3 separate regions of the Mus musculus genome follow, and all the other regions are linked to region 1. Evidence: chromatin contacts called from public Hi-C and promoter capture Hi-C data. All regions are on one chromosome and are shown on one strand. The core of a region is the stretch at or near the end of the contact, and the rest is flanking DNA. Distances in the headings are between cores, read along the strand shown. Region 1 holds the start of Col5a1 (collagen, type V, alpha 1). Region 2 overlaps Rxra (retinoid X receptor alpha). Region 3 overlaps F730016J06Rik (a long non-coding RNA gene).

Region 1 (4,060 bases), core at 253-2,752:
CATACACACACACATACACATCTTATCATTTATACAACTTACACACATACATAATTATTCCATAACAAGTACAAGCTGGCTTTTAACTCTTACTGTACTGTGACTGAGTCTGTCTGTCTGTCTGCATGTCCACTCAAGCTTGTTTCCCTCTGCCCTCTCTGTACTCTGGATAGAATTTAGGACCTTTGTGCACAGCCTCTGAGCTGCATCCCCAGCTTTCCTCCTCTATTCTGTGTACTGTCTGATGTTCCCTATAAGGTACATTCCACACTTAAGCAAAGCTTGAATTAAGTCAGTACTAGCCACCCCCATTCAGATTCAAGAACCAGAGCATGGCCATCCCAGCAACTCCTCTGACTGCCTTTGCCCCCTGACTGCCTCTATCCCCTGACTGCCTCTGCCCTCTGACTGCCTTTGCCCCTTGACTGCCTCTGCCCTCTGACTGCCTCTATCCCATGAATGCCTCTGCACCCTGACTGCCACTCTCCTCTTGTTTGGAGAATAATGAGAAACTAGGGAGCCTGAGGATGCAGCCGGAGAGAGATGTCCCAGGCCGGTCTCCATCACTACAAAATTCTTTCAGGCTGCAATGTGTTCAAAGGGAGCGATAGCTTTGTGTCTGAAAGCCTTCTTAATTCACTCTGATTCTTTCTAAACAAACCCTGAAGCCCTTGGAGAAGGGCAGGGCAGTGAGTCAGGCTTTTGCAGGGCCTCCCAGGCCTGGAGAAGTCTGGGAGAACTCCTGTCTCCCTCTGCTGTAGATGGGGAGCTGGGAGCCCCTCTCCTTTTCCAGCTGTCAGCTCTGGAAGGGGGCTCTTCCTTTTCCTTGTGAGTTGTTGGGCCACTAGGGACAGCAGTAAGGCGGTGGGGTGGGATCTGAGACTGACCTTCACCTGATTAATAACTTGGTCACTCCTTGTTCACTTAAGGCCCCTCTGGGCATCCTTGACAGTCTGGTCTGTGGAGAGGTAGAAGGCAGGTCCCCAGCGCTGTATTGGCCTGTCAGTCATAGTCTAGGGAGCCCCTTCTGGCTGAATTGCAAGTTGAGTCTCCGCCCAGAAGAGGAGCTCTCGGAACTCCTCCTTAAAGAGAAAGTTCTGTGTGGTACTGCAATCTCTCTTTTGAATTCCAGCGATCAAACTTCGGGGGTCCCTCAACGTTGGTTCTTGGAGTCTGGCCAGGTCGGGGTACCTGAGGCGGGAAGAATCTAGGATCAGGGTGGGCCATCAGGTTTTGGAGGCCGCCGCCCAGAGCGGGGAGAAAGAACGGGGGCGCCGGCCCCGTCCCACGTCCGCTCCCGCCCCGGGCCAGCCCCTTCCTCGCCGCGACTCGCCCGCTATCCCCACCCCCTCGCCCTCGGCGCCCAGTGGGAGGCGGGGACCGGCCTTGCTGAGCGGGGCGCCGGGCTCTGATTTGCTGCGGGCGTTGGGGGCGGTGGGGGGTGGGGGAATCCACAGCCTCCGCGTTGTCTGCCAGCAGCGAGGGAGGGAGGGAAAGGGGGGAAAAGTGCTCAGCGCCGAAGGCGAGGTCCGCACTCCTGGTCCCCGCGGCTGGCGCAGGACCTCACTCCAGCGGAGCGCCCACGGGGAGCGGGTCGCGGGGCAGCAGCGGTGAGGAGGCCACGAGACTAGAAGGAGGAGGACAGGGAGTGCGCGAGCAGCCAGCGAGGGGGTCCCGGCCGTCCCGGGCCACAGTCGATCCCTGCGCCGTGGGCGAGCGCGCCCGCTGCCTCTTCCAGAACAGCCACCGCCGCGGGGGAGATCGGGCGGGTGCCGAGCTTCCTATGACTCCCTGAAGTTGTCGTGCTCCCCTAGCGTCCGCCACCCGGGACGTGTCTCTGGTCCCCGTGCATCGTGTGCGTCTCCCGCTCCCCGGCCCGCGCACCCCGCCGGCATGGACGTACACACCCGCTGGAAAGCTGCGCGCCCAGGCGCCCTGCTGCTGTCTTCGCCGCTACTCCTGTTCCTGCTGCTGCTGTGGGCGCCGCCTTCGAGCCGCGCAGGTAAGAGTGCTCTGGGGACCGGACCTCGGGGACTGTAAGAGGTGCGCAGAACCTCCGCGCCGCTGTCATCTCGGGCTCCTTCGCCGCCGGCCTCCTCCGAGCCTGCAGAACTTTCCTCCTTGGCCTGTGGAATGCACCGGGCAAGACAACGAATACCATTCGTTGGGGGCCCAGGAGAGGGAGCCGGGCCAACTCCATCCCCGCGGCGTACCGCCCCCTCCTCAAACGGGCCTGCTGGGTGGGGCTGTTGGTCGAGTCAAGGAAGAATCTGCCTCGTGTTAGATCCCAGCAGAGGTGCTCACACTTTTGTCCCCAAACCTCGCATTTTCTGTCCCACATCACAGGCGACCCGCTGCATCCCACGCAGCCCTTAAGCAGAAACTTTCCTTCTGAAAGCTGGAAAGGGCCGCCCCCTAGAGTCAAGGCCATTCAGTTCCTCAGGGACGCCTAGGGGTGGAGGGGGATCCCAGAAGTTTGAAACCCCAGCTATGGACTTCCCTCTGTACACACCCTCTTGCTTGTCTGAGCTAAGTTTCTGCAATTCCCAGGGGACAGAGTTCCCTGTAGTCCCTGACAAGTCTTCAGGGGCACTGGGGAGCCCTGTGAGGTAGGCCAGCCCTACTCCTAGCCGTCAAACCTCCAAACCCCTTAGAGGTAGTTTTCTTGGGCTTTCTGCCCAAAGATGGGATGAACGGGAAGCCTGGAGAGGGCCTTGGAGTCTGGGCTGGGAGCTTCTCAGATGATCTGCAGATGTGAGACTCCTGCCAGGTTGGGTTCTCTGAAGGAGCCCTGATCCAATGGGCAGAATCAGGGAGGTACTGGGATTGTCCCTGTCTGTATTTCAGCGCTTTCAGGCTCAGGTCTGGGCAGGCATATTATTTTCAGCATCACTCTTGTTAGTTAGTTGTGGGATAAACCTCCCCAGAGCCCTTAAACACCATAGCCCAGGGTGGGAAGGCACCAGGCATGTGCTGATACAGGGAGGCGAAGGCAGTTAGAAAGAGTTCAGGCAGCCGAACAGCGGGTGGAGTGGTCAGCCCTTGCGCAGTGACAGGGCTCTCCTTAGCTTAGCTGGTGTTACTAGGACTAGCAGGAGAATCCATTTCCACCCCCCATGGCCAATTACAATATTCTTCTCCTGCTTTCTGGCACCATTAGTGTCCAGTGGCCACAGGATGAGCAAGAGTGGAAATGGGAGGGGCCAGGGCCTGCGGGGACCGAGGGAGAGCATGGGCTGACGATGCTCACTCTTGTGGAACTTGGACCAACTGCCCCGGAGTTCCCAGGGTTAAGCTAGCAGTAGGGAATGCTGAAGGCCCTCAGGAAAGTGTGGAGGAGAGACAAGAGAGGTCAGCCTCTCTTTTCCCTATACCCCCACAATGTTCCCCTGTGCGCCCCAGAACCCCAGGAGGGAAGCCTTCAGTGGACCTCTCGCCTGGGAAGCTGGGGTTACCACTAGCATAGGTTGGGTGTTCCGGGTTCACCCTGTCCACCCTGTACCTTGTCCCAGCCCTGCCCTGTCCTGTGGCCACCTACCTCTCTTCGTCACTCTATTACTATGCTCTGCCCCACTTCCCTGTGCTGTTGAGGGTGCGGCCATTTGGAAGGGGCTGCCTGGGTCCTGGCTGTGCTGTTAGCTGTTTTGCTTTGGACAGAGTTGACTTTTAGAAGCACATAAAGAAACTGCTTTTCTGGGTGGGCTTCGGGAAGCTTTCCCCTCTGCTCCTGTGGTGCGACCCACTTTGAAGTCACCCTCAGTGCATGGCCAGAGGGGCAGCAGTGCACGTTTGATGCTGACAGGTCAGGAGAAAGTGCAAACAGACCCTGCTCTGCTCTCCCTCTCGGACCTGCCAGATGTTTTCCGAGGTTTCTGTGAGCACAGATCCTCTGTCTCTCTCTTGGCCAAGTGTGTGAAGGAGTGAGAAGTCCGATTGCTCTGGGAGCTGCTAAAAGCCTTAAGGGGGGGAGGAATGAGAAATGAAATGTGACCCCAATATTTGGAAATTGAGGTCATCTCTTCCATGTGCTATTGGTGGGCTTGGGTCATGTGACTGCTTT
Region 2 (3,868 bases), core at 204-2,703, 200 kb before region 1:
CCTCCTGCTGTTTGTGCAACTGGGTGCTAGGCAGAGTGTGCATGCGGAACTCTGTGTGTGTGGATGGCACTTGTGTTGATGCCCAACCCTCTGTGTGTGTGTCTGAGTCCTGGTCTGAGGGTGTGTCTGTGTGTGAGGTTCTCTATTACCCACATGTGAGTGTGCATGGCCATGTGTGTGTCTGAGTGTATACACATGTCCATATATGAGGTTCTGTGTACCATCCACATATGAGTGTGTATGGCTATATGTGTGTGTATGCTTGTGCTCATGTGTAGGCTCTGTGTATTAGCTACATTGAGTATATGTGGCCATGCATGTGTGTCTGTATGCACTTGTGTATATTAATGGGTTCTGTGCACCATCCATATGTGACTGAACATGATGTGTCTGTATGTGAAGTTCTATATATTAGCCATACATGAGTATGCATGGCTATGTATGTGTGTCTATATGTACTCTTGTGTTCATCTATAAAGTTCTATATTAGCCATATATAAACGTGCATAGTGACATGTGTGTATGTCTTTATATGTGTGTCTACGCATGTGGGTCTGTGTATTGACTGTGTATACTCTGTGTCCATGTATGAAGTTACCTGTGAGAGTGTATTGACTGTGTACACTCTGTGTCCATGTATGAAATTCTGTATATTATTTACCTGTGAGAGTTCATGGCATGTGTATACATGTCTCTATACATGTGCCTGTTTTTGAGCTTCTGTGTATTATATATCTATGAGTATGCACACTCGTGTTCATGTGGGAGGTTCTGAATATTGCCTATATATGGAGAGTACATGGCCATATGTAAGCTTGTGTCTATGTGTATACCTGTGTCATACATGAAGTTCAGTCTGTTGTCCATGTGTGAGCATACATGGCTGTGTGTGTCGTGCACACCTGTGTTCATGCATAAGGTTCATGTATTGCCTGTGTATTTGACTGTATGTGTGTCTGTGTGCATACCCATGACCATGTGTGAGACTGTGTAGTGTCCACATGTGAGTGTGCATGGCCATGAGTGTGTGTAGCTATGTGTAACTGTGTTCATGCATGAGGTTCCTGTTTTGTCCTTGTGTGTCTGTATGCACACCTGTGTCCAGGCATGGGGACATGTCGTGTTTTAGATTCTACTGTCCCTTGGCCTAGTCATCCTCAGCACCTACATGTCCTTTCGAAGGCACCTCGGCAGTCCCTACCAGTCTCTGAGTATTGACCCGGAAGGTGCCTGATGCTCTAGGGGAGAGGAAAATGTGCCAGCGAAGGTCCAGTGGTCCTTCTCTGCTTTCTGACTCCAAAGGAGGTCTGTGCCCTGAGGGAAAGAAGTTAGTAGGGCCTAAAGCCAGGGTCTGTTGCGCACACTTTAGTATAAAGGAGCCTGGCGTGAATGCTGGCAAGGCTCAGCAGGGAAGGGTAGGAAGGAAGGCTTCCTCTCATTGTGTGATGAGGAAATTAGGTCTGAGAGCTGCAGGCAGGCTGTGCGGGTGGGGGAGACCAGGGCTAGCTAGGCTGCCCGTGGAAGACTGCTCTCTGGTGCCTTTCTCTCAACTGTCCACTTTAGGCAAAGCAGGCATGTTTGCAGATGGGGAAGAGAGCAGGGCTGCTATAGGAGGCTCCAGCTTGGAGGGGTACAGTGTTTACTAACTCTGCCTTTCCTTGTCTGAAGCCACGTGTGGTACGGAGAAGTCATGACGCTGCTTCGCTAGAATTTGAATCCAGGACCCCAGGACTCCCCCTTTCAACACTTCCTGCTGGGTCCCAGGTGCCTGGTTCGCCTTATGGTGTCAGCAGGGGTGGGGACGTCTTGTATCTGGGAGGTACTGGAGCCAGCTTGCCTTGCTAGGCAAGGAGATACCCTGTTTCCTTCACAAACAACTGGGGCTGGCCAGAGCAATTTTATTTTTATTTCCTATTTTTACTTCCTCGTGGGCTCTTTTCAGAAACTCTGGGTTAGATGAGCTCCACCCTCCAATCTCCACCCGGCTTCCTGGCCCAAGCCTCACACACTGGATAGGAGCTCATGTGCATGTTTGTGTGGCATGGGAACAGTACACCTGGTGCTGGGATGGGGGGGGGGGGGGCGGCGGGGACTCCTGCCCTTCTCATGTTCCAGGCACTGGGTGGTGGCAGGCATGAGCCTCAGTGCCCGACTCAGTTTCTCTGCTCACCTCTCCGGCTCTTGCTGGAGGTGTATGCTCGTGGCAGGGTGGGGCATGGTCTTTGGGAAATGTGTCGGCAGTGTGTCCAGTTGAGGCCTGGCTAGGTAGGGTACAGTGAGGGTGGTATTCCGCTGGACTTATTATAAAATGCTTACATGCATTTTGTTTCCCTGGCCCTGGCCCAGATAGAGCCCACAGTGGTGTATGCGGTGTTAGGGACCTGCAAAGCTCAACCTGGGGTAAGGGTTTCTACCTGTCAGCTGCCATTTCAGCATAACCAGGACTTATGCTGGTGACTGGCAGATAGGGATCCTGAACTCCACTCACACTAGGGACAGCCAGGCCACTGACTCCCAGGCCCAGGGAAGGCTGTTCATGGACACCTGGGTTCACTAAGTTCTCTCGATTTAGCCTGCTAAGCCTTTCCACCTCTTAAGAGTTCTGGGGAGAGAGTTGCTCCATATATCAGTGGGTTTGGAAGGAGGGAGTGGGAGGCTCACAGAGGTGTCACTGAGCCCTGGAGCTGCTTAGTTTATGGCCAGGGTAGTGATAGCTGGACTTACTGTCTGTGTACTAGACCACCCATCAGGTTTGGGACATTTGGCCAGTAGGAACAGTTCTCTAGCTTCCCTCCTAGTCCTTCTTGCTCTGGTTGGCTCTGTGCTGGTACAGGTGGTAGTAGTGGCTTCCCTTCAATGTGAGCCACATGGGGCATGTGGCTGTGGTGGTGTTGGCAGAGCCTACATGTGTAGGTCCTGGGGTTTTCAGGTAATCCTTTGATTAAAGGCCAGGAAACAGAACCTCACAGTGTGTGTGTGTGTGTGTGTGTGTGTGTGTGTGTGTGTCTTTCTTGGAGAGGCCCATCAGCTTACAGATTTCCATGTGGCTGCCCATGGGTGCCCTGGGCTCAGGCATTTGGCCTGTGGAGATGAGGGTGCTCCTGCCTCAGAGCTGTGTAAGCCATCAGTGGGCCGTGGCGACATGTACCCCACCCCCCCCAGGCAGTGTGTATGTCAACCCTGGGGACCGTGGGAGCCATCAGCAGGCTGGACACCCTGGGCAGCATATGTGTCTTGGGTACCACGTGCACCTGACTAGCATATCTCCCTCTCTGATTTCTCATCTCTGTGTGTGGGGCCAGGGCTCTCACTTCTAGAGTGGTTTTGAGAGTTGTTGAAGTAGGGCTTATCTCTTGGTTCTGGGCCTAAAATAGGAAGTGATGGCTGAGGGCCTATCAGAACTGTAGAGTCCTAGTCCCAGGGGCAGGAGAGGAGGTGCCCATGGGTCAGTAGCCTGGGATAGGAGCAGTCCCCATGGGACTGGGGAGGACAATGAGCTGTGTACATATGGGGGAGAAGTGTTTCTCTGGAGGGGGCATTTGGGATGGCTGCTTCTAAAACCATCCTGAAGTGCAGGAGTTTCCAGGGCTAGGAGGGAAGACTCACACTGGCTGTAGCCCCAACAGGGTCTCGAGAGTAAAGTCATGTCCAAGCCCCACTGGTCTTTCCTAGTGATCCAGCCTTATTGGAGACAGACTTATCCTGCAGGGCCCCCATGCCTTGGGACCCATCCTCACTAGTACTGCACTGAGCATAGCCTTGAGCCAGCTGTTCGATTCCGGGCTTCTTCCTCCCCTGCACAATTTTTTTGTAACTGTGGGAAAGAGTACTTCCTCCCCCAGACAGCAGTCAGGAGCGTGCTCAGCAG
Region 3 (4,218 bases), core at 746-3,245, 210 kb after region 1:
GAATCTGTTCTTTCAATGGCCAAATATAATAAAAATACTTGACCTAGTCTTTGAAAGGCATCCAAATGCCACCTAATCTGGTGGCCAGGATGCTGAGTGCCAATTTGAATTAATGGATGGTGCCATGAATTGAAGGTGAAATGTACCCATGGGCTCATGGTTTGAACTCTGAGTCCTCAGTTGGTAGCCCTGTTTTGGGAGGAGGCGGGACCATTAGGAGGGGAGCTGGGTAGGTGGAAATGGGTTGTCAGAGGCAGATTCTTGGGAGAGTCTGGCCATCTGTGATGTGGACAGTTCTTCCACAAGCTCCCGCTGCTACGGATTGAGTCATTGCTGCCACAACGGGTGGAAACTCACTGAAACACTGAGTCAAGGACAATCCGTTGGGCTGGAGGGATGGTTCGGTGGTCAAGAGCACTGACTGCTTGCTCTTCCGGAGGTCCTGAGTTCAATTCCCAGCAACCACACAGTGGCTCACAATCATCTGTAATGGGATTCGATGCCCTCTTCTGGTGTGTCTGAAGACAGCTACAGTGTACTTAGCATATATAAATTTTTTAAAAATTGTCATCCTTCAAATGGTTTCTGTCAGGAATGAAGGTCACAGTGAGGTCAAGATAAGCATTACAAATGGCCACAAAGTGAACTCTCAACCTGTCTCCAACCCACTGAGCTCCCTCATCCAAGCACGCCAGCCCAAGGGTGCCATTCACAGATGAGAAAGCCCTTGGTTCTACCTTGATGTTTGTTGCTGTGATAAACACCGTGACCAGAACCAATGTAAGGAGCAAGGGCTTGATTTCAGCTTAAAGGCGACAGCCCATCACTGAGGACTGATGGATCGGGGCAGGAACTCCAGGCAGGAGCAGGAAGTAGAATCCATGGAGAAACAATCAAAAAAAATGTGTTTCACACAGGCACATGGGCCAATCTGACAGTCAATTTCTTGCTTGAGGTTCCCTCTTCCTGGGAGACTTGGTTTGTGTCAAGTTGACAATACAAACTAAACGGTATAGGCTTTGGCCCACACAGCTCAATGGCAAGCCCCCAGATAAGCAAGAATGGACACCCAGTGGTCATCATCTCAGAAAGGGTCAATAGAGACAGTCCCTTGTCTTACTGGCCACGGCTGGGAACAGAGGCTGACCAGCTGAAGGGGAGGGGGGTTTTAACCCGTACTCCCTGCCCACCAGTGCATCTCTGTGAGGGACCAAGGACACTTTCACTGACTTGAAGGGAATAGGCAAGTTCTTCAAGTGACAAAGAGCCACTTCTGTCCCCTTCCCTTCCCTGCCCTGCCCCCCAGCCCCCTATTGCGATCTATCTGAGGCATCTCTACTTGAATGCCTTTGTTTCTCAATCCCTGGAAGCCTTCAGCTTCTCTGTGGCTGCGGGAAACTGGGAAGCTTTGATTCGCTGAGAATCTGGGCTGTGGCTTTGGGGCTCAAAACAGGGGGGACCATTTCTCCTGGGAGGCGCGGGAGGAAAATAATTTCGGTGACTGTAGGTAATTAAGTCGCCACAGTGCTATGGAACATGCATTATATTATACGATGATTAATCCCTGGGACAGCGGGGAGATTTTTCATCTTCAAAGCTCTCCTCGGCTCCTCATTAATCATCTCAGCCCCAAGGAAAGAGAAGCTGCTTCAGTTCCTAAGAGAGGGGAAACTGAGTCAGCTGGGTTCCTCTGACTCCTCCCACACCTGGGTGGAGACAATACGCTACCAGGACCACCAAGGGCTTTCTCCCAAGTTGTTTCTCCTGGAGGCATCAGTCAGTTTCCCACCCTCACAGGGACCTGCATAAGAATCAATAAAAATGTTATTTTAAATGAAAAGAAAGCAGTCCAGCTCCGCCGGTGGGGGCTGCCAACGCCCGCCTGCCCGCCGCCCTTTCTCATCGCTTTTGTTCCCTCTGCCTGGGTACCTGCACATTTTCAGTGCGCAGCCTCTCTGGGAAAGCAAAGCCTCTCCCCGGTTTCTCAGCGAGCAGTTTAAAGGAAAGTGCTGTTTTGCTCGCAGACGCCTTCTTTTGCAATTGGGACATCGTGCTATAAATACAGCCCATCCTGCTTTGCATTCAAATTGTTGTGAAAGTTTGGGGCTGTAAATAATATGTTCTAGGTGCTTGAGACAGAATTTTTATTATTTTTTTCTCCCTGTTCCTGGAGCTAGTGATAAATTAAACATTTATTTTGCACTCCCACCATGCAATACAAAATACAGGGCTGATTGCTTCACACCTGACACCAAGCGTAAAGGTGACCCGTAGGTGAGCAGGGGGTGGGAAGCTGCCCAGAGTGGGAGAGGTTGGGGAGCAGGGGTGGAAGGAGCTGTTCTGAGTTCGGCCTTCCCCGTGATGGCGTTCTTCTCTGAATGACCTTCTGATAACAAGAAGGCTCACACCCAAATATCTGTTTCACACAGGGGAAACTGAGGCTGAGAGATGTCTGCTGCAAACACGTCTCCACCCACTATGACCTGAGTGTGCCCCCGGGGCTCACTCTCCCCTGGCCTGCAGTGATTTTTCTCTGGGTGTGCTGGAGAGTGGAGATGGGAAAAGCTACAGTCTCTGAACCCAACTGAAACAGGCTGCCCTGCACTCTGGACAGACCGATCCCTGGCAGTGGCAGGTAGGCCCTTACTGCAAAACTTGGTGCGCAATCTCCAGTCTCAGTTCCCTTGCCTTGAAATGAAGTAAAAAATAGAATTCCTTAGGCGCTGGGGAGGAGCAGGTAAAGTCTCTGGTATGCTTATGGGGGAGCAGCTGTGACCAAGGACCCCAATGCCCAGGAATAGTACCACTCCCTAAGATATGGAAGACACATGCAGGGTGCTAGGAGGTCCAGCCAGACATGAAGCCCGTGGGTGTCATTTCTTATTCTCTGAGCCCCTTGGCTAGGACCATCAGGAAACTACATCTAGCAGACAGGTCTAGATAGGACCTGTGTTGTAGATGAGAGGGCTCATCCTGGCATAACTGGGCTGCATTCAAACCTCAGGCTGAAGAGGAGGGGTGTGTGTGATCCAACTTCTGCTCTCTTCTGATGGAGACCACTGGCACTTTCACGAAAGGATGCACCTACAGACACGTGACTCAGCACACACCTCCAGAGACTCACAACCCATATGCTCACTGGCTCACAACACACACACACACACTCGCTCACAGCTCATAAATGCTCATGAATTCATCGCATGCACTCTCTCAGGCTCACATGTGTGCACATTCATGATCTTGAGTACACTCTCCAACACACTTCGTCTACCACCCGCACTCCATCCCACCAGAAGCTTCCCTCAGGCCAGAACAAGCTGGATGCACTCCCTGAAGCAATGCCGCACATGCTCAGTAGCAGCCACAGAAGGCAGTCAGCTCACCTCTAGACACCAGGACATACGGGCCCCTACCCAGCTCTGGGGGCACACTTGCCATCTTAGTCTTAGAGGACTGTATGGACAGACAGGAACAGGCTGAGCTGCTCTAGGTTGCTTCCCTAGTACAGACCACAATGACAACCTGCTGTGTTTCGGTACACTTTGCCGTGCTAATCAGCCCGAGGGCCAGCGGGTTGTGTACAGCTGAGGGAGAAGAGAGCTAGGCCTCAACGCATAGCCCTGGCTGCTGCACCAGACACAGTAGTGTTCTTATCTTCAAATGACACACCCACTGAAAACTCACTAACCTATGATCTTTCAGGCAGTACCAACAGGGTGGAAGCTTCTTTGGAAAATTCTAGAAAGTTCTCAGCATCATGAAAAGCCATTTTGGCTATTCCAAACTGGCCTGCCAAGGCTGACTACACCACCATCTGTAAGAGATCCTGATTCTTCAAGTGACACCATAGCCTTGACTGGATGCTATGACACTAGGGTCAAGTGGCTGTTGACCTTGAAGACGCAGCACAGAACTGTTAGTCTACCCCACCCTGTTCCCAGCCTCAGCACACTGAAGCCCTGCTTATCCAGCTCCCATCCCTTTGGTTTTGTTTGCTTTCCTTGAAGCAAAACCCTTCTTCTATGAGGCTGGCAGCCAGGATCACCTGGCCGACTTTATTTCCACAAGAGGCTGGACAGGTGTCAGCTCGTTGACTGTTGCCTATGTAGCGTCCCCTGTGGGACTTCCTAGAAAAAAAAAAACAGCAGGCAGTCCATCTCATCTTGTGATGACACTCAGACGGATCCTCGTGCCCACCTGCTCCAGGTATCCCCAGAC

What was found. Promoter capture Hi-C pulls out the DNA fragments that hold promoters and counts their contacts. A called contact is a pair of places that touch in the nucleus more often than the background predicts.
Region 2: a Hi-C map of uterus shows a contact between it and region 1, with 2.0 times the contacts expected there. The contact joins the enhancer-like site here to the promoter of Col5a1 in region 1. A contact is called at or near these places in 1 of 39 promoter capture datasets (the SN4741 cell line), 5 of 484 Hi-C or Micro-C datasets (cerebellum, nephron progenitors, neural progenitor cells and 1 more), 2 of 115 datasets of contacts at active chromatin or transcription factors (pancreatic cancer cells and stem cell-derived neural progenitor cells) and 1 of 9 other capture datasets (pancreatic islet).
Region 3: a contact with region 1 is called in a promoter capture Hi-C map of hippocampal neurons, with 2.9 times the contacts expected there. The contact joins the enhancer-like site here to the promoter of Col5a1 in region 1. A contact is called at or near these places in 3 of 39 promoter capture datasets (hippocampal neurons, liver and stem cell-derived epiblast-like cells) and 1 of 115 datasets of contacts at active chromatin or transcription factors (embryonic stem cells).

The regions. Positions count from the first base shown.
Region 1 is chr2:27,884,923-27,888,982 of GRCm38.p6, forward strand. Col5a1 (collagen, type V, alpha 1) reads left to right here and starts at 1,503. Exons shown (of 66, transcript NM_015734.2): 1 at 1,503-2,002. The coding sequence starts at 1,894.
Region 2 is chr2:27,689,473-27,693,340 of GRCm38.p6, forward strand. The region is part of intron 1 of Rxra (retinoid X receptor alpha); the gene reads left to right. Among named protein-coding and RNA genes, the nearest start is that of Rxra, 14 kb to the left of the region's middle. Within about 2 kb of position 1,454, at least 31 of the 459 cell types and tissues checked have an H3K27ac peak or open chromatin away from gene starts, as enhancers often do. A contact at or near this core is called in uterus, where this site is marked.
Region 3 is chr2:28,097,371-28,101,588 of GRCm38.p6, forward strand. F730016J06Rik (a long non-coding RNA gene) reads left to right here. Exons shown (of 10, transcript XR_003953783.1): 2 at 2,430-2,635. Among named protein-coding and RNA genes, the nearest start is that of F730016J06Rik, 4.1 kb to the left of the region's middle. Within about 2 kb of position 1,996, at least 29 of the 459 cell types and tissues checked have an H3K27ac peak or open chromatin away from gene starts, as enhancers often do. A contact at or near this core is called in hippocampal neurons, where this site is marked.